Linked DNA regions of Zea mays: region 2 is linked to region 1. The links are chromatin contacts, called in public Hi-C maps. All regions are on one chromosome and are shown on one strand. Each heading gives the region's core, a stretch centred on a gene start, on an enhancer-like site or on the middle of the called end of the contact. The rest is flanking DNA. Distances are from core to core; before and after follow the strand shown. Region 1 has its middle 290 kb from the start of LOC109946033. Region 2 has its middle 53 kb from the start of LOC109946033.

Region 1 (6,353 bases), core at 2,752-5,251:
GGACCTTCTCTTTCCAAGACTAGTGGTGCATTTTTTTGAAGGTTTTGCCTCAGCAGAAACTAAAGGTCCAGCTTCAGAAATAGCTTGCGCTGAACCAACTTCGATAGATTCCTTTAAAAATTCGCATTCTGCACTAGGTGCTTCAGTAGAAGCAGGAGTTGATGCCTTTACGTATTCCATGACAGCATCCAGCACACTGGTCATTCTCTTCTTCTTTGGAGTCACTGCAGGGATCCTTGAGGCCTTCGTCAATTCTGTCTCGCGCAGTGGACTCAAGGCCTTCGGTTGCTCTACCACCTTCTTCAGTTTCAGCTCTTCAGCCGGGCTTGACTTAGCTTCGTCAGGCATAGAGCGACTAGTCTCAGATATAGAAGCAGACCCTTCAATTAGCTTCGGTACTTCGGCCGTTTCAATGCGCCTAGGTCGGTGTGTTAAAACTTTACTTTTTCAACTTTGGCGTGCTGGAAGTCACCGAAGTAGCAATCTTCCTCTTCTTTCCTTGTTTCCGTGAAGGATAACTATAATCTGGATATACAAATCCAATAACATCAAATACCCTGTTCAGCCTCTTTTTGCCACGAGCCCCGAAGGCAGTCGTCATGGCGTCATCTTCAGCCTTCATATATGCCTCAAGCAATTCATCACTAGTTTCTTCAATGGCATCCGACCAATCATCATTCGGCTCATCGAATTGGTTCCTGTACCTGAAGGTGTACTTCAGTTAAACTAAATCGCCTTGGCTGGACTCAGGAGGAGCTTCCTTTGGCATCTCCCATCCATTTGTGAGTGGCCACACCCTATAAGCAATATGCTCCTGGATTAAGTCCCTTGTGCCTATGTAAGTACATATTGTATTGAAGGCCATCTGGCATGCTTGTATGTCATTACCAAGGGCAGTGGATGGCCTCCTAATGCCTAAGTGAGACCATATAAGACGTTGAATAATCCCCTTAATATCCTCCCTTTCAGCCAGGTCGTTCTTCATGTAGAACCACTCCTGCATCCAGGCCCCAGGCCATCTCTTCTGAAATGTCGGAACTAGGTAGCTCACCTCAGAGCGAGGCACGAAGCTGTAACAACCGAAGTTGTTGTGATATTGTTCTATTCTAGTGGCCTTCGTCTCATAAGACAGCTCATGGATGTTATAGAAACACTTTGCATCTGGTTCTAGTCTGTGGCTCCTCGTGGCCCATATAAACATCCCCACCTTAATGATAGCTTCGGGAGTAAGCTGATGAAGGTAAATTTTGAAAGTTTTAAGGACTTCGACCATCAATTTATGCAAAGGGAACCAAAGCCCTGCCTCCATGAAGCTTCTATAAACCACCAATTCGTTAGCTTTTGGCAGAGGGACATTATTTTCCCCTCCAACCCTCACAATTGAGATATCACAGAAGTACCTTCCCCTCATTGCATCAATTTGCCCTTGCTTGATAGTTGATTTCCCGAAGACAACATGGCTTGGTCTCTAGGGCCGATCTTTGGCATCTTCATTCCTGCTCTCTGCATCAAAACTTTCACTATCACTGGAACCCTCAGATATCCCAGCTAACTTCTCATGTGCAATCTTCTCTACGTTGGTTTTTTCCATAGCTTCGTAAAACCCGAACAACGCTGGGTCAACAATCTTCTTCTCGTCAGCCATCAAACTGATGGTTGTTGAAATACCGAAGCTTGAAACCCAATTAAACTCGCCAAAGCAAGAAAATTTAAAAAGACGAGCACAATGTAAGCAACTGAAATGGCACAAGAAATGCTTTCAATATTTACATGTCTAGCACCCTAAAGTTTGGTGGGTCCCGCATGTCTGTGTCATTCGCTATTCTAGCGAAGGGAAGGTGTTTTTTCAAACCTTCGGCTAAAGGCCTTCATTCACGTCACATCTTAAATTTGTTACAAAGAAACAAATCAACACTGCGAGGGGCTACTGTTGGGGGCCTTCTCCTTCCGAAGGTCCTCAAAAACATAACTAACCATTTGTTTTTAGCATAAGCTATTACAGGAAGCTTCATCTTCAGGATATAAGCCTCTTATGATGAAGACATGCAAAATGAAGACATATCCAAAGAAGATAAGAGTAAACACCGAAGCTAGCACCATACAGAAAAGATCCGGCTCGCAACGAAGCGGAGGAATAATGATGATGGCCAAAGGAGGAAAAGACCACTTAGTCTTTTATAACTTGTATTACGATCATGAGTAAACACTGAGGACATAAATGTACTTTTCCTCGGTTTGCATCCCGTGCCTATAAATAGATGAACAGTAGCACCGTACTGTTCATGCTGGATTGTTTTCACTCTCGCATCCTCACCTTCGAGCAAGCCGAAGGTATCAATGTAATATTAACATTATTGTTATTCATATATGTTTTGTGGGATGCAAGAATAAATGAATTATTAAGATATAATTATCATACTTGTTCCTTCGCATTCCTATCCTTGTAATTGATGCGATGAAGGTATGTCTTTCTTGACCTTCGTTTAAGGAGCATTATATTCGTAAGGAAATAATGATTCGAAGGACAAAGGTCCTTAATGATTAACAATTGTGTTTCCTTGTTCTTGACTCACATCATTTGAGAACAAGTGACCAACAACGTCGTAACGAGATCGCAGGTTCGAGAACCACTAAATTTGAAGTTACAGATAAAGAGTTATGATTTTCTGAAGATTTAAATGTTGGGTACAAAAGAAATTAAGTGCACAATTTTATCCTAGGTTTCATAACAATATAAAGTTACTAGGTGATAAACAATATTAATATGAGATTAATGCAACTGGAATGGATAAAAAAGAAATTAAGATGAATTAAATATGATATAAACAAGTTTCTAGAATTATTTATATACTAGAAAACATTTTTTATTTTAATTCTGAATTTCTTTAAAGACTCTGGACCGTGGACACTATAAACGCAGAAGGCCAGGGGTTGTTTTATAAAACTCAGGACTCGACTGAAATTAGTTTAACACTAGGAGAGGATTGCAGGTTGATTCAACATTTCCTTAGGGGTTCATATGCAAAATGGTGCATGCGAAGGGGTATCGTCTGACCCCAGCCGTCCGATCTGCTTCCACGGATCAGACTAGATCACACAAATCACAAAACCGGTCAGCCACCTTGACTGCCAGATTGTCGATCGACGACCGATTAGCAACCACACATTGCACCAATCTACACCCTCCATTATCGATCCCATGGCACAGATCAACCCCGTGAAGGGGTAAGCGCACATCAATTTCTGGCCGTCGATTGGAGGATCCACGGTGGTCGCTCCATCTTTCCCCCTGGCGCCCAACCACGACCACGCACAAAACCCGCACGACGGTGGCCATGGCCAAAGCGCGACAACTCAGTGCTCCCAGCGCCTAAACTCGCCACCCATCGGTGCGTCACATATAGCAGGACAAGGCGAACCACAGGAGGCAAGACTCACCGACGATTAAGGCTGTGGAAGTACTGACCACATGCAGGGCGACCCAGCGGTGAGGAAGAAGCTTCGGCGAGAAATTACAGGTCCCCTGGACCGCAATTCCATCAGGTGAAGCCCGGTGCGCCATCCACGCCACATGGAGAAGCTCCAGGGGCTGGTTCCAGGGGTCAGAGCGAGGCGAAGCACGTGATCAACAACGGCGGTAATCCTCTCAGTTTCACCCCAAATTCCACCCATTGCTGGTGGCTTGCTTGGTTTGTCGTTTGAAGAAACCGGACATTGGCGGCCACATATATAGGCGTGAGATGCGTGTCCACGAGTTCGCGCGACGCCAGCGGAATCAGCCCAGATACACGGCGGCGACACGGTGGAACTATTGATGTTTGAGGTCAGCGTGGGAGATGGTCCTGCCTAGGGGGACCCACACGCAGATGAAGTGCGCGCGTCTGCGCCTGCGGATGACCGCCCCCAGGAGGCTGGGCCCATGGGCCAGTGAGGTGATAGAAAGGTGTGAGGATGAGTGGCTGCCACCCGAGCCCCGCATGTCGACGCAAGGATGACTGGATGAGCCAGGCGTGAGACTTGGTGCCCAGCTGTCACTACCCAAACGGGTCCACATGTCGGTGCCATGAGGTGTATGGACTGGGCCGGCGGGAAAGAAGTGGTGCACGGGTCGAAAATGAAGTTTCCAGCCCATTTGGGTTTTATTATCTTTTTCTTTTCTTTTTTGTTTTGTATTTCTTTTCAAATTCCATTTTCAAGGATTCAAACCAAGTTTAAACCCTTGTTTCAAACTTCAGATTTAAAATCCATAATTAAGTCCCAATATGAGTATAACTCTTATTGTTTGCCTTAATATCATTTATTTTACTTCCTATGTTTTACTCATGGAAAGGATTACTAAAAATAACTTATTTCTAGATTTTTTTTAATTTCCCAATTCCACTCTCAATAAGTTCCAACATTAAAACTAATTCCTATAAATATGTGCACAACCAAATAAACTCTAGCATGATGCATTTGTTTTTTTGTATAGATATGTATTTGTTTAATATGCATTTTAGAAGAGTAATATGCCTCAAGGTAAAACTCAGATTCAAATATACTTTTACTAAAATAATAAAGAACTTGCTAAAATTCGTTAAGGCATTATTCAGTGTTTACAGAAGTGAGATAAAAATTTTGTAAGATGAGAATATAGATCATAATATAACATAGAATTGGTCAAGATGACCAACTTTTGAAGTCACACCAAAGGTCAAGGCAAGGGTCTATAGTTCTTAGAGCGACCATCCTAGTCTAGGTTATCGGTCCTACAGTCAGCAAGGCTTTGATACCACTTATGTGACACCCGGTTTTAGAAGGCAAATCGAATGCAAACTATGTACGTGCTAGGATCAGACACTCACATACACAACGATTATATAATTGGACATCATCACACATTACTGAAAGTAAATAGCGGAAAGGTACTTTATTACATCAAGATGTCCAAGACATCCACATAGTCATTAACATAACATTGTCGTTAATATCATCAAAGTGTGGAAAAGCGAACGTAGCAGATAAGGCCTTCACGGGCAGCTAACTATGGCGGTTTTCCACTAACATAACTAGAACTCGTCGTAGTTTTGGAACTCCTCAAAGTCCTCCATGTTGTCTGCATCTCCTCCTAAGCCCTAAATATAGTGGAGACAACCTGGGGTGGGTGTGTTTTAAAAGCAAGGGTGAGTACACATCAACGTACTCAGCAAATGTCCCATTTGGCTAAAGTGGACTGGTTGTATGTGGAGTTAAGGTTAAGCAGTTGCTTTTAGTTGGTCAAGTATTTATTACTAATAGTAGAGCCAAATTTTAGTAATAAACTCATTTATTACCTGAATGTAATCCCTCCAAGAGGAAATACCAGAGATCATAATTATAACCATTGTCATTAATTATCATCATAAAAGTATCCAAAGTTCTTCTAATCAAAGAGGATCCCAAGGCTGCTCTTAACCATGAGCACGACTTATATATCAGTTTCTAACACTTTGCAGAGGTTGCACACTTTACACACGAGTCGTGATTCCCTTTCTGCCCAGAGAGCGCTACTCCCCATTGACCACTACCTAGGTGGCCTGGCTGGGTATCACTACGTAGCCTTTACAAAGACTCTCCTGGTGCATAGCTGCTCGTTAGGTTTCGCCAGTCGTACAAACACAGTACACCTACCTATGGTGGGTGACGAACAAAACCAAATCGAATGAACCTCGACACCCACCCTTAGCAGAGCGAGCACTATGCCCCAGCCCCCATTGATGGCCCTCCGGCAAAGCCAACTACACCCCAGGTTCATCTAATTATTCAGCTAAGGGCGTCCCATTCACCCTCATGGTTGCACTGTTATCCTGTGTGATCACTCAACGAACAGGTCCTTACGGAGAGGTACTCATGAAACAACCTGAGTCCCCTAAATATCACAAGATCGTCATTGGGATAATCATCGTATCATAAATATTCACATCATGTTCATTGATTAAGTTAAAGCAATAGCATAAAGCTAACCATAATAACCCAAAAAGGTAAACAAGGATAAGATAAATACAGACTAGTCAATCCTTAGGTTTCAATAAAGTAATGTGGGACGGTGAATTATAAAGAAAGTAGGACATAATTGGTTAGAGGACACTTGCCTTCACCAGGTTGCTGCTCAGGAAGGTCTTCGGCAACACACTCAGGAACCACGGGCTGCTCGTCGTCTAAATAAAGCAATCATGCATTCAATACATTTGGATAAAGACAAATGAACAACACACCAATCATGTACAAACAAGTGAACACATCTCACAAGAACAACATAAACTTAAGAGGTAGTTTAGGTTATAGGATGAACTAACACATTTAGAAGTTTGTTGTTCTCTAAGTGTTGTCTATCT
Region 2 (6,353 bases), core at 1,593-4,092, 230 kb before region 1:
GTATACGCGATTTCGTCGTCGAAACAACGTGCTGAAGAATAAATTGGATTATAACCTCGCACACGTTTTTTCTCGGACAACGCGCGATTCAGATTCTTTTGCCCCGAACATTTAATTGTCGAGTTCAAATTAATTTGCGGATAAAAATTATTCGAGTGGGTCGGGCTTCGAATTTCGTATTCGCGCGAGCAATGAGTTTTAAATAATCACCAGACGCACCGATTTTCGGAACAACGATGTTATAAACATTACGAAAATTTAGGACAAGCCCAGATAGATAAAATTGATGTCGAACTCACGACAGACGAAATAGATGCGATTTTAATTGGGCACAGGCTCGCAAGCTTTCAGAACAATTACGTTCCGAAATTCGCGAAAATTTTAGGAGTCTAAATAGACAGAAACAGATGCGATATTAAAATCACGATAGATGAAGATGATTAAAATTTAGCATCTGTTTTATCCACTGATATTACGTGCTTAAATCCATACTAGATGTCGAGTAGAATATAAACACCAGGGGTGTTACAGATCACGACAGAGCTCCACGGGCGCGTGCGCAGAGCGAGAGAGAGCGAGGGAATTCGGATGGGGGCATAACTGGGCGAGGTGAGTGAGTGAGTGGGCGCGGACTCTAGAAAAGGGCTCGGGCGCGGGGGACGTGGCCGGGATACGCACGGTGATGGGCGCGTCCACGACAGCGAGCGCGGGCGGGAGGTTAGGGAAGGGAGCAGTGGCTGACAGGCGGGGTCCACAGACCAGCAAGGGTCAGCGGGCGAACGGACGGTCAGCGCTGACAGGGAGGTCCCACCGAGCAGCGAGCGAGAGCGGGCGCGTGCGCGGACGGATCGGCGCCGATAGGCCGATCCCACTGGGCAGCGGGAGGGAGAGAGGGAGAGGGAGCGCGTGCGCGGTCGTCGCTGACAGGTGGGATCCACCTGTCAGGCGATGCGGGCGCGCGCGGCCTGGCTGAGCTGGATTGGGCCAAATGGGCTGCTTTCGGTTTTTCTTTTTCCTGGGAATTTTTAATGTCTTTTATTTTTATTTTCTCTATGGATTTCAAATCAAATTCAAACCAAGTTTCAAATTCAAACCAATTCAAACATGTGCATCAGTTCAAAGAATAATTTAGGCTCAGCATGATGCAATAAATCATGACTCACATAGTTTTGACAAAATAAATAATTAATCCCTCACTTAATTAACCTAATTCTACTCAAAATGAAGAGAGAGAGACTAGAGAGAAAGAAAAAGGGTAACACCTGAATTTGGTAGGCATTTAGAGAAGAAATTTTATACCCCAAATTCAAGGTGGTACAAACCTATCCCCCTTAAAAAATCTCACCCTCCAAATTTAGGGTTAGCTAGCAAAGAGTTCAGGGTACTTGGCTTTCATATCATATTTTCTTTCCTAGGTTGCTTCTTCCTTTGAGTGATGGCCCCACTTGACTTTGCATGTAACACCCAAAATAACATTTTGGTGATTTAAAGAATTCTCCAAAGTAATTTAAGATAAAATGTCTTCTAGGAATGAATTCCTCCCTTTATAAAATATTTCTTTCCCTAAAAGTGAACAAATAGTATCATTTAAAATTTTGATAGTATTAAAATTCAGTTATTCAAAGATATACTTCGGTCTTGAAACTTGAATTTGAATTTGAAATTTACAAGTGCACATAAAATTTGCAAAGATTCATTTGGGTAAATTATTTTTCATGGGTAGTATATAAGCAATACTCAAATGAATGAAATAATTAAATACAAATAAACTTTGCACCCCATGCAGGAGTTTTTGTATTGTGCATTTAACTCAATTTTGAAAGTCAAAACCCATATTCAAATTGAAATTTGCAAATAGAAAACAGAAATAAAAAGAAAAGGAGAAAGGAGAAAGACTTCGCTGGGCCAAAGAAATCATCTCCTCGGCCCATCTCCACCTTCGCCGCGCCCGCGCGGCCCAGCACACTCACCTGTTCGGTCACCTCTAGGCAGGCCCCACTGACCAGGCCTTCACCCGTGAAGGGGCTCCGCCTCGTCATCTCTGGCTTTCCTCAGCCCAAACGTCTTCCGCCGCTGACGACTGGGACCGGGTCGTCAGCATAATCGGCCGCACCGTGCTCTGCACCCCTCACAGCCATGTGGGCCCTAGTGACCAACACCTTTCTCCCCGGAAACAAATGAGCCGTGTCGCTGTTTCCCTGGCACATGAGCCCTGGTCGTCGGATTTCTTCCTCGTTGGGTCGTGCCCGCAAACAACCTTGGGATGATTGCAAATGACCGGGCGAAGAACACGGGTCTTCCCGACCAAACGCTATCACAGACTCTACCTTGGGGCTATAAATCCGGGCCGCCCCTGACCAACTCCATCATGGCTCATCACGTGGGTGCATCGACGGAGACCCCACTGGTGACGGAATGCATGATAATCCGCCATCACCGATTCACCATTCTACTATCGTCAATACTTTGGCATGTGGGTCAAACAGCTTACCTGTGGCACGGCGAGGGTGGCTGTAGCTTTATTACCAAGTAGGGACCACCAGTGCTCACACAATTTCTCGCCTTCGACCCGATGCCGCCGTGGTGCCGCGTCCCAGTCCGCTCGCCCATGTCATTGATCCCCGGTAAGGATCCGCTCTGTAGTCTTCGCCATATAATTCGCTCTCTATTGCCTGTCGTCGGGTTCATATCAGAGTAGGGAAGGCGTCGGTCTGCCGGCTCACCGGGGTGGGGCCATCGTGGGGTTGCCCGCCGCCGCTCGGTCAGCTGTAGGAAGAAGATGGTGTGGATACCGTTGGATCTAGATGAACGATAGAGATTAGAGGGTTGGGGAGAAAGTTGTGTGATCGCTGATCGCGGAACAGACGCCCCGGATTGATTCACGTATACTGGTTTGGCCAGACCTAACGCGGGCTGTTTGATATGGATCGGACACTCAAAAATCAATTTGGGCGTTATAAAATTGAAGCGTCGGTGAAAGATCCTACGGCTATCATTATATGCCATTTCAGAAAGATCGTGATCTGATCTCGCGCGTCCAACCTTGATCGCGCCGCTCGCATACACCCGTACCTCTTCGACCCGCAATCTTCATAAAGAGCCCCTCTTCTTTCTCTTATTTAACCCGCTGTCCTCTAGCGATGCAAAATTAATTTCGACGGTACCCCAGAATTTTATGAGTCAGCCCCTGCACACTTGGGGTTTTATGCCGCCGTCCAAATAAAACTCTAGAGTAATTAAATAAATCAGAAAAATGGAGTTTTATATAGAAATTAACCCTAAAACTTCATAAATCCATAACTTCTTTGTTTTAGGCCCAAATTGATTCATTCCAGTTGCATTAGATTCACATTAATATTGTCTATCATAAAGTAACCTTATAATACCATTAAGCTGTAAACACCTAATTTGTTAGAGATCATATTAAAAGCAGAAAAGTGTTTTCCTTTATTTATATGAGTGTATCCATTCATTTGTCATCACATGTGAACACCACCTTTTAAAAACAATTAATAAAAATATATGACACTAAATTATGCATCATGCTGGAATTTTTATTATGAGTGCATTTTATGACAATATAAAAATAACATAAAAAAAGAAATATGTTAAAAATCCAAGGTGGAGATTATTCTCTATTATATGATTGGAAGCTTGTCTAAAAGAACTAAAATAAAATAAATACATAAAAATATGTTTTTGCACATCATGCTGAAATTCTATAATGTGTATCTAAATCAAGGGTTTGAACTTCAAACTTGGGTTGATTTGAAATTCAAATAGAAAACAAAATAGAATAAAAAAAGAGAAAAGGAATAGCAACCTGCGCATGGGCCAAATTCTCCCTTGCCCGGCCCACCAGCCTCTTCTCTTTCCCCCCACCTGGCCCGCTCGCGCCATTTCCCCCCCCTCTGCTGTCGAACCGGGCCCACCTGGCAGCCTTCTCCTCTTTCTTTTCTCACTGAGCGCAGGGACCTACCTGTCGGATCCTCCCCCAACCAAGCTCCACGGAAAACCTTCGCCGCTCACGCGAAATCAGTGCGGGTGGTTCAACAAACCATCGCGGATCTCGCGGCTGGCTCTGACTCGGACTTTGGCCGCTACCCTGGGTATAAAACCTGTGCTGCCTCCCCCCTCTCGAAGCCATAGTCGTGCCCTCATCACCCGACGCCGTCGCGGATGTGAAACAGACTTCGCCGCCGTCGGGGGATCTCCGCTCTCGGAGTTGGATCGTGGAGGACCGTAGTCGTCGGAGGAAGCTTTCTGCGCCCGCAATCGGGTGGTGCGAACCGCGGGCGACGGCAATTGCTCGCCGTCTTTTGCATTTCGCCTGGAATCCGCAGCTCGCCGTGGACCAGGGTCTGTGCAGCTCAAAACCTCGGTATGTCGCCTGCTTCGAGTTCCTTACCTTCTGGCTATGGTGTATCATCGTCGAATTTGGTAATAGTTCGTTCGGGGGGGTCGGATAGCCGTCGCCGGTGAGCCTCACCGCGGTGGAGGTGTGATTTGCCGCCATCTGGGCGTAGGTTGGGGATGACCTGCGTGCGCCGTTGGATCACCGTGAACGGCTGGGATTAGAACACGGGGGTACCGATTCGGGTGGTCGGATCGTGCGTCGTCCGATTCCGATCGGTCGGCGGTGAATCAATGTAGGTTATTTAAATCTGAGACGTTGAAGTTCTATCGTGCGGCTCGGATTGGGTACCGCTTCGATCGGGATTGATTTAATCTGCGCCGCCCATTCAAGATCGGGCGGTCAGGATTGCTCCATACCCTTTCGGCTTGGCGATTTTGCAAAAGAGACCCCCTACTATACTAGTATCAACCCGCAGTCCACCTGGTGGGTCGTCTGAGTCTTAGGATTAGTTACACCTAGGCCCCTGAGTTTTCTGAAAATCGAGGCCTAGTCCTGAGCCTGTTGTAAATTGAATAAAATAATTAGAAAATAGATTTTAATATGAAAATAAGTGTTAAAACTTGTTTATTGCATAGAAAATTTATTTTAGCTCCAAATTGAACCATTCCAATTTCTAAAATTTTGTAATAATATTCTCTATCATTTAGTATCACTGTTTTGACATGAACTCAGTTAGAAAATTAATTTCTCATCTAATCCTATTTTAATCACATTAAAACCTTAGGAAATTCATAACTTGAATTCTATAACTCCAAATTTAATGATTCCAGTTCCTGTGATCTTATTTTAATGTCTAGATTATTACTGTGTATTTTATTTACATGCTTGGTGTAATGTTAATTTTGCCTATACAATGTTTGTTTGTTTTGCTACGACTAGAGCGAGGACACGTGTCATCTGAAAAGCAAGTTGGTACCTGGAATCTCAAGTCCCAGGCAAGTTGTGCCCTTGATCACTTCTTTTTACCCACTCATGTTCTAATTAATCATAATGATCTGCATAGGTTAATTTTGATGGGACCCAATAGGTTACCCTAGTTTGATTATCTTTATACCTTGTTTACCACTGAACTTTTTGGGTAGTACTTGCTAGTGCTTTATGTGGTTTTGGGTATGAAGATACATTATTCATGATCACACTTTTATTATCTGTTTATTATCACTGTTCATGATAAGATCATTATGTTAATTGGAACATGGAGCGACCACTCGGGAAAACAGTGCTACCACAAGGGTTTAATGGGACGCCCTTGGCTGATTAATTAGGAAAGCTAGTGGAGGACTACCTTACCCGAAAGGGGCAAGGGCAGTAGGGGAGTGGTCAGTGTAGGGAGGCCCTCGGGAGGATTTTGCTGCGATGGCGGTCCTGCAAGGGATTCCTGCATTGGAGCTTCCTATAAACTGTAGCGGGTTTTCTGAAGCTAGTGGAACTTTGTAAAGGCCTCGTAGTGTTACCCTGCCTCGCCTCCTCGGTAGAGGTGTATGGGAAGTCGCGATCCCTTGGCAGATGGGTAACATGACTTGTGGGTAAAGATGCGCAACCTCTGCAGAGTGTAAAACTGGTATACTAGCCGTGCTCACGGTCAAGAGCAGCTCGGACCCTCACATGATTAAATTATGGAACTTAAATTCAATTTGTCATATGCATTGCATCGCAGGTGATGATGTTACTTTTGTTCTACTACTTAATTGGGTTGGTTTTTACTTATACTTAGTAACTGCTAATAAAATTTTGACCAACTTTAAAAGCGATGCTCGGCTCTAACCATCCTCTTTGGTAAGCCTTACACTTCACGTGAGCTCCCACCTTTGGCGAGTTCATGCACATTATTCCCCACAACTTGTTGAGCGATGAACGTATGTGAGCTCACTCTTGCTGTCTCACACCCCCCACAGGTCAAGAACAGGTACCACAGGATGAGGCGCTTGGAGGATGC

What was found. Hi-C and Micro-C count contacts between places; a contact is called where the count stands out from the background.
Region 2: a contact with region 1 is called in a Hi-C map of bundle sheath, with 3 times the contacts expected there. The contact joins two enhancer-like sites. A contact is called at or near these places in 2 of 25 Hi-C or Micro-C datasets (bundle sheath and endosperm).

The regions. Positions count from the first base shown.
Region 1 is chr4:98,841,154-98,847,506 of Zm-B73-REFERENCE-NAM-5.0, reverse strand. No RefSeq gene overlaps it. Among protein-coding and RNA genes, the nearest start is that of LOC109946033, 290 kb to the left of the region's middle. Within about 2 kb of position 4,001, at least 17 of the 20 cell types and tissues checked have an H3K27ac peak or open chromatin away from gene starts, as enhancers often do. A contact at or near this core is called in bundle sheath, where this site is marked.
Region 2 is chr4:99,074,965-99,081,317 of Zm-B73-REFERENCE-NAM-5.0, reverse strand. No RefSeq gene overlaps it. Among protein-coding and RNA genes, the nearest start is that of LOC109946033, 53 kb to the left of the region's middle. Within about 2 kb of position 2,842, at least 17 of the 20 cell types and tissues checked have an H3K27ac peak or open chromatin away from gene starts, as enhancers often do. A contact at or near this core is called in bundle sheath, where this site is marked.